2 separate regions of the Oryctolagus cuniculus genome follow, and region 2 is linked to region 1. A link is a contact called in public Hi-C data. All regions are on one chromosome and are shown on one strand. The core of a region is the stretch at or near the end of the contact, and the rest is flanking DNA. Distances in the headings are between cores, read along the strand shown.

Region 1 (4,028 bases), core at 461-2,960:
GCACACAGCTACTAAGTGATGAGCTTGGGATATGGTCCATTGTCTCTCATTTTGTCAGTATTTCTCAACCAGAATTTTTACCCTAAGGGACCTCTGACAATGTTGGGAACATTTTTGCATATCAAACTCTAGAAGGACTGCTGCTATTTGTGGGCAGAGATCAGGGTTGCTAGTTTAAGTCCTGTAATGCACAGGACAGCCCCACAGCAAAATGTGATCAAAGCTGAGAAACTATGTTATAGGACACCAATTTCAAAGTTTGTATAAACTGTCCAGTTACGTTATTTGTAGGGCGTATTTGTAACTATTAAGTAAAAATACCTATTACTTTCTTTCATTTAATTTTATTGTTTTAAGGAAATATAAAGGTGCTTGGAGTCTAACTTCTGGAGTTATCATTGTTGGACAATAATCATTTCCTTCGGTGAAATAGCCCTTAGGGCTTCCGTTAGTCCAATGTGATGTTTCTGTTTTTCTGTAGTGGTATTGTGATGTCAAATGTAGATAATACATTTTGGTTTACAAATATTTACACAGATGAGTAACCATAGAGACATCTAAGACAAAACCCGGTTGGCAGAAATGTTGGCTTCGTATCAGGCAAGCCTCTCTAGAAAGGCCCACAATGCCAGCTTGCATGGCACTGCAGCTAATGATTGAAGGGAAAATTGGCTTTGATGCTTCCCATTTCCCACCGGCCTGGTTCCGGGCTGTTTGTTCTGATTCTTCTTAAGTAAAGACATACCTGGTGTCTCCTGTTTTCTCACAGATTTTCAGAATGGATACCAAGGAAGATGGAACAGTCATTGTGGGGTCTTTGAGGGGATATATTTGCTGGCATTCTTTCAGTTTCACTGTCCAGCTGTCTTTTTAATTGCTTACCACAATTCTTTTATAGCTTTATTAAAAATGGTTCCAGAGTGTTGAGTAATATTAGTGGTGCCAAACCAGGAACAATGTGGTGTTTCAGGTTTGGTTGGGTTGACATGAAAAAAATTCAGGTGGTTACTCTTGGCTTTAGCTCAAGTCCAAGAACTCTACTACATGTTTTGACATTTCCTGAAATTGCATGTACTTTCAGGGCTAGTGCACTAAATAAGAAAGACATGGCTTGGGAATTTTACGTATAAAAGTGTGTTGCAGAGTTGGCCAGTAAGAGAAGCAAAAGCTTGGAATAAAAAGATCCGCGACCCTGATCTACATCTATCACTTGCTGACTTTGTGGTCTTAAGAAAAATCCATGCTCTGTTTTCTCATCTGTGAATTGGATATGACAGTATTTACCCTGCTTAATTCATAGGGTTATTTTAAGGACCAAACAGAGAGCTATGTATTCTCATAGTTCAAAAACAGGCTTAATCTCCCGAGAATGTTGTTAGCCACAAATACCAGTATTTGCTTTTCTACAATTTGTCAAAGAAAACTGCCAAGTCCATTAAAATATCTAGATATAATGGAATTAATTGAACTTCAACAATATTTGTGGAAGTCTTTTTTTGCCTTCCTGTAGAAAAAGAGCTCTTCTAATATATACAAAGTCGATGGCCTTGTATTCCCACACTGTGATAAAACAACAACAAAACGAAACAAAACACTCATTCATTGTTGAATCATGTGGAAATCTCATGAGATAAATGATCTTCTGTACTGACAAACTTGTTTCTTTTTACCATGCTCTTGCAAGTAGTGACTGGTTAAAGCAGATTCATGGTTGTGTTCTTATGCCTGAAGTCAAATGATTAACCTTGCCAAACGTTGTGAGTTCTCTCCCTTCTCTTTTGTTCCGTGCTTAACTCCTATGTGGCAACTTTATGGTGTGATATAATTTTACTATTTCTTCTCAGAGATGAAAATTATGGTAGGGTGGTGCTCAACCGACACAACTCTCATGATGCCTTGGACAGGTGAGTATTTCACATCATTAGCAGGAACAAAAAGGTGTGTTATATTGCTAGCCTAAACACAAAGATGGTAGCTTTGAGAGAGGACTTGTATAGGATAGCTGAAGACTTTTAGCCAGCCTCAGGCTTTCCCAGTGTTCTGGGCACATGAAGGGGTATCTTCAATAGTATCAGGGATTTCCTTGGGGACAAGTGCATCTCCAGTTTTGTGCTCTCAGAGCAACAGCTCAGGGTGGAACATAATCAACCCTTGACCCACCCCACTAAGATGGTCCTCCTGATGTGTAGGGAAAGGACACTTAAAGCAGCATGACCTGATAACTTCTCTGTCAATCCTGAAGAGCTAACAACCCCAGAGTTTACTTGCTTTATGGGACAGTACATTGCTGCATGGAATCTCCTGCACCTGTGGGAAAATGATGATCCTCACTGACAAATAGACTCACAAATGCCATTTAGTAGGAAAATTCAGACAAAATTAGCAATCACTATGATGTAAATAATCTAGGTTGACCAAATAAATAATGTTCTCTAAAGCACATTTATGCTCACACATATACAAGCAATGACACCTATCTGAAGAACCTAGTTAGGTAGCAGAACCACATTTTATCTGGTTCAGTAGCTTGTGTCTATTGAAGTACTTAGTAAAAACGTGGGATTGTCTTTCATGTTGTAGATTTATAAAAGTTAGAGAGACACATTGACTTTGTCTATTATGGAAACTTTCATTAGTGAAGTTTTGTTAACTTTTTAAAGTCTTTTCACATTTTTACCTGTTATAATAAAGGTGTTAAGCTTACAACCCTTTATACAAGGTAACTGTTTCATTTTCCAGGACTATTCTTTGTTCAGCCAATTTACTGTTGTGTGACCTGGCAGACTATCTACCTATGCCTCCTCCTTAGTTTTCATGATTTTGAAGGTTAAAGCAGGGTTCTCAGATGGCCCTCATTTCATCAAACTAGGGGAGGCTGATCATTTGGGTTTAGTCAACAGTGGAAATTGCTCCTTGCCTTTATTTACCTTTCTCTGGAGACATTGGAGGATACAGCTAATTGTTTGGAATTGTAAGAAGAAAACTAAGCTTCAGATTCTTGGTATACATGTTAGTTTGTTTTCTGTTGCTATAACAAAATATTTTAGGCCAGGAAATTTGTAAGGAACAAGAGTTTATTTGGCTCGTGGTTCTGGAGGCTGGGAAGTCCAAGAGCCTGAATCCAGCATCTGCTTGGCATCTGGTGAGGGCCTCATGCTGTATCATCTCACAGTCAAGGTACATCACATGAGGAGAGGGCAGAGCGTGCCAACTGAAGTCTCTCTTTCCTTTCTGTTGAAGCCAATTATGTCACCATTGGAGCTCTACCCTTATGACTTCATCTAACCCTGATTACCTCCCAAAGGCCCTACCTCCCAATACCAGTAGCATATGAAGTTGAGGATTAAGTTTCTCACACACAGGAACTTTCGAGTAACATACTCAAACTATAGCAGAATATGCTACATTTTTAAAGATTTATTTATTTATTTGAAAGGCAGTGAGAGAGAGAGAGATATTCCATCTGTTGTTTCACTCCCCAGCTGGCCTCAATAGCCAGAGCTGTACTGATCTGAAGTCAGGAGCAGGGAGCTTCTTCCAGGTTCCAGGTCTCCCACACAGATGCAGCGGCCCAAGGACTTGGGCCACCTTCCACTGCTTTCCTAGGCCATAGCAGAGAGCTGAATGGGAAGTGGAGCAGCTGGGACTCAAACCAGTGCCCATATGGGATGCCAGCACTGCAGATGGCGGCTTTACCAACTACGCCACTGTGCTGGCCCCATGCAACATGTTTTATAAGCCTTTACACTTGCTGACCAGTATTTTGACTAAAGTAGCGCATCAATTTTTATGTTCAGTAACAAAAATTTGTAAGGTCTAGCCATTTTCCCATTGACCTACAACTAATATCACAGAATATATTTACCTAAAAGAGCAGGGAGATTATTTTTCTCCTGCTTACCAAAATGATAGCCTTTGTCAGTTTACTGTCCATTTTCAATGCTTTATTCACTTTGGTGTTTACTTAGCACCCCCCTTGGAGCACCTACTATGTGCTGCCATTGTGACAGGTCCTAAGACATAACCTT
Region 2 (3,870 bases), core at 774-3,273, 73 kb before region 1:
CCTCATTGTGGTTTTGAATTGCATTTTCCTGATTGCTAGTGATCTTGAACATTTTCTCATGTGTCTGTTGGCCATTTGGATTTCCTCTTTTGAAAAATGTCTATTGAGGTGCTTGGCCCATCTCTTAAGTGGGTTGTTTGTTTTGATGTTGTGGAGTTTCTTGATTTCTTTGTAGATTCTGGTTATCAACCCTTTATCAGTTGCATAGTTTGCAAATATATTTTCCCATTCTGTTGGTTGCCTCTTCACTTTCCTGACTGTTTCTTTTGCAGTACAGAAACTTCTCAAGAAATCCTCAATAAAATTCTCGCTGATAGAATGCAACAACACATCAGAAAGATCATCCACCCAGACCAAGTGGGATTTATCCCTGGTATGCAGAGATGGTTTAACGTGCGCAAAACAATCAATGTGATACACCACATTAACAGACTGCAGAAGAAAAACCATATGATTATCTCAATAGACGCCAAGAAAGCATTTGGTAAAATACAACACCCTTTCATGATGAAAACTCTAAGCCAACTGGGTTTGGAAGGAACATTCCTCAATACAATCAAAGCAATCTATGAAAAACCCACAGCCAACATCCTATGGAATGGGGAAAAGTTGGAAGCATTTCCACTAAGATCTGGTACCAGACAGGGATGCCCACTCTCACCACTGCTATTCAATATAGTTCTGGAAGTTCTAGCCAGAGCTATTAGGCAAGAAAAAGAAATTAAAGGGATACAAATGGGGAAGGAAGAACTCAAACTATCCCTCTTTGCAGATGATATGATTCTTTATTTAGGGGACCCAAAGAACTCTACTAGGAGAATATTGGAACTCATATAAGAGTTTGGCAAAGTAGCAGGGTATAAAATCAATGCACAATAATCAACAACCTTTGTATACACAGGCAATGCCATGGCTGAGGAAGAACTCCTAAGATCAATCCCATTCACAATAGCTACAAAAACAATCAAATACCTTGGAATAAACTTAACCAAGGATGTTAAAGATCTCTATGATGAGAAATACAAAATCTTAAAGAAAGAAATAGAAGAGGATACCAAGAAATGGAGAAATCTTCCATGCTCATGGATTGGAAGAATCAACATCATCAAAATGTCCATTCTCCCAAAAGCAATTTATACATTCATTGCAATACCAGACAAGATACCGAAGACCTTCTTCTCAGATCTGGAAAAAATGGTGCTGAAATTCATATGGAGACACAGGAGACCTTGAATAGCTAAAGCAATCTTGTACAACAAAAACAAAGCTGGAGGCATCACAATACCAGATTTCAGGACATACTACAGGGCAGTTGTAATCAAAACAGCATGGTACTGGTACAGAAACAGATGGATAGACCAATGGAACAGAATTGAAACACCAGAAATCAACCCAAACATCTACAGCCAACTCATATTTGATCAAGGATCCAAAACCAATCCCTGGAGTAAGGACAGTCTATTCAATAAATGGTGCTGGGAAAATTGGATTTCCACGTGCAGAATCATGAAGCAAGACCCCTACCTTTCACCTTACACAAAAATTCACTCAACATGGATTAAAGACTTAAATCTACGACCTGACACCATCAAATTACTAGAGAGCATTGGAAAAACCCTGCAAGATATAGGTACCAGCAATGACTTCTTGGAAAACACCCCAGAAGCACAGGCAGTCAAAGCCAAAATCAACTATTGGGATTGCATCAAATTGAGAAGTTTTCAGTTAATTTTATACTCATAAGATTAACCCTACACTAAGTAGAGAGTTCACTGAATAGTATGAATGAAAAGAAAAAAAAAGAACAGAAACAAACAAACAGATTTAAGCTAAGCAAGCATCATAGAGAATCTTGTGGAGAATCAGTAATATCATCTTGTATCTTTGAGTCCTCATTCAGATTGATTCTGTGAACTTTTGCATTAATCATTTTGTTACTGATGTTAAAGAATTCAGCTGCTCAGTACGTCTCCATGGAGTGGTGCTAGAGAGTCAAGTATTTAATATTATCAACAGCAAGCTTGATTAATAGTTATATTGTTTGTTTCATGAATGACTGCTGGGTATTGGTGTCCAAACTGAAATTACAATCTGTTTGTTTGGAATGGTTTCAATGAGTGTTACCACACAGCAAGAGAAGAGTGATTTATGCAAAGGTTTCTCTTCTAGTGCATTTGATTCAGAACCTACCAGTTCAGCTACACAGAGTGTATTCACTTTTGTCCTTGAGCTGAGTGATTCTAAATTTGATCCTGAGCATTAAAGTATAAAGAGATTTCCTTCTATTTGATGTAGTTCTTTGTTAACAACATTAAGAAAAGAAATGTCAGTTTTCTTTTCTAAATACAGCCTGAGTTATACACATTAATTTTCTTTTCTCTTTGTTATAAAAATATTTTCTCCTATAAAATATGTTATTTATTTTATAAAATATGAAAATTCAGAAAAGTAGCAAGGAAATTAGTTCTCTATTGATGAAATTACCAGAAACGTAGTAGCTTAAATCAGCATGCACACACATGTGTTATCTTTCAGCTTCTGTGGGCCAGGCGTCTCGCCGTGGTGTGACTGAGTCCTCTGCTGGAGTGTCACTCAAGGTGCTGGCCAGGGCTGTGGTCTAGCTGATGTGGTGTCTGAGTCCCAGCTCAAGTCGCTGTGGTAGAATTCATTTTCTGAAGCTGTAAACTCATGGTAGCTTGCTTCTTTAAGGCCACAGCAGTCTGTCTTTTCAGAGGAGACGTAGACTCCCTTTCAGATAACTCACCCAGGACTAGATAGTACCCACCCAGGGTATTCTCCTTGTTCATAAACTCAAAGTCAAGTTATTAGAGACTTTTAGTATTTCTGTGAAATACCTTCATTTTCCCCCAACATATAGTGTAGTATAATTGTAGGAGTAATATCACTTTCAAAAATCTAGCCAATACCCAAGGGAAGGAATTCTTTATAGTTTAGGTCATCTTGGAATTCTTTCAATTGTGGGGGAAAAAAACTATGCATAGAAACAACTGTCTTGATATTTTAAAGTATTTCTTTCCTATGGATTTTTTCCTAGGTAGATTTTTTTTAAGAAAAGAATTATTTTATTGACTTGAATGACCAATTTGCATGCACACATAGAGAGAGAGAGGTCTTCCATCCATTGGTTTACTCCCCAAATGGCTGCAACAGCCAGGGCTGGGCCAGGTTGAAGCCATGAGCCAGGAGCTTCTTTGGGTCTTCCACATGGGTGCAGGGCCATCTTCTGCTGCTTTCCCAGGTGCACTAGAAAGGACCTGGATTGGAAGTGGAGCATCCAGGACTCAAACCAGCACCCATACGGGATGCTGGTGCTGCAGACCTTGGCTTATTCTGCTGTCCCACAGCACTGGGGCCATGCAGAGTGTTCTGAACATAGCTGGCATTGTTTTGCATGACATTTGCATTTGTTTTTTACTTTTTATTATGGAGACTTTCAAATAAGCACAAAAGTATAGAGAAGTCTAAACTCCTATGAACCTACCACCCTTCTGCTGTGCAAATATTTTAATGTCTACTCCTTTATTATCAGTACATCTATAATATGCACAATATATTAAAAGCTTCAAAGCATAATTCACTCATCTGTTCATAGAATTAGTATATCTTTGGGTGCTGACTGTATACTAGGATGAGTAATGAACAGAGAAATAGGCCTATCTTCAAAGAGCTTGTTATGAAAAGAAATTGACAATAAAAAGACAATTTAAATGTAGTATAATGAATGCTGTTTGGGATGTGAATGGAGAGTGCAATGGGAGGAAAAAATACCAAACCTAGTTTTGAGTAGTCATGGAATTTTCCCTAGGGGAAGTGACCCTAACCTGAAGTTTTATTAGTTTTCTAGCCCCC

The links. Hi-C and Micro-C count contacts between places; a contact is called where the count stands out from the background.
Region 2: a Hi-C map of embryonic fibroblasts shows a contact between it and region 1, with 6 times the contacts expected there. The contact joins two enhancer-like sites. A contact is called at or near these places in 4 of 6 Hi-C or Micro-C datasets (ear pinna, embryonic fibroblasts, liver and 1 more).

The regions. Positions count from the first base shown.
Region 1 is chr9:34,843,458-34,847,485 of mOryCun1.1, reverse strand. It overlaps SCEL (sciellin), which reads left to right. Exons shown (of 34, transcript XM_008260072.4): 4 at 1,845-1,904. Among named protein-coding and RNA genes, the nearest start is that of SCEL, 17 kb to the left of the region's middle. Within about 2 kb of position 1,710, at least 2 of the 8 cell types and tissues checked have an H3K27ac peak or open chromatin away from gene starts, as enhancers often do.
Region 2 is chr9:34,916,789-34,920,658 of mOryCun1.1, reverse strand. All of the region lies in intron 2 of LOC138843768 (a long non-coding RNA gene), which reads left to right. Among named protein-coding and RNA genes, the nearest start is that of SCEL, 56 kb to the right of the region's middle. Within about 2 kb of position 2,023, at least 1 of the 8 cell types and tissues checked has an H3K27ac peak or open chromatin away from gene starts, as enhancers often do.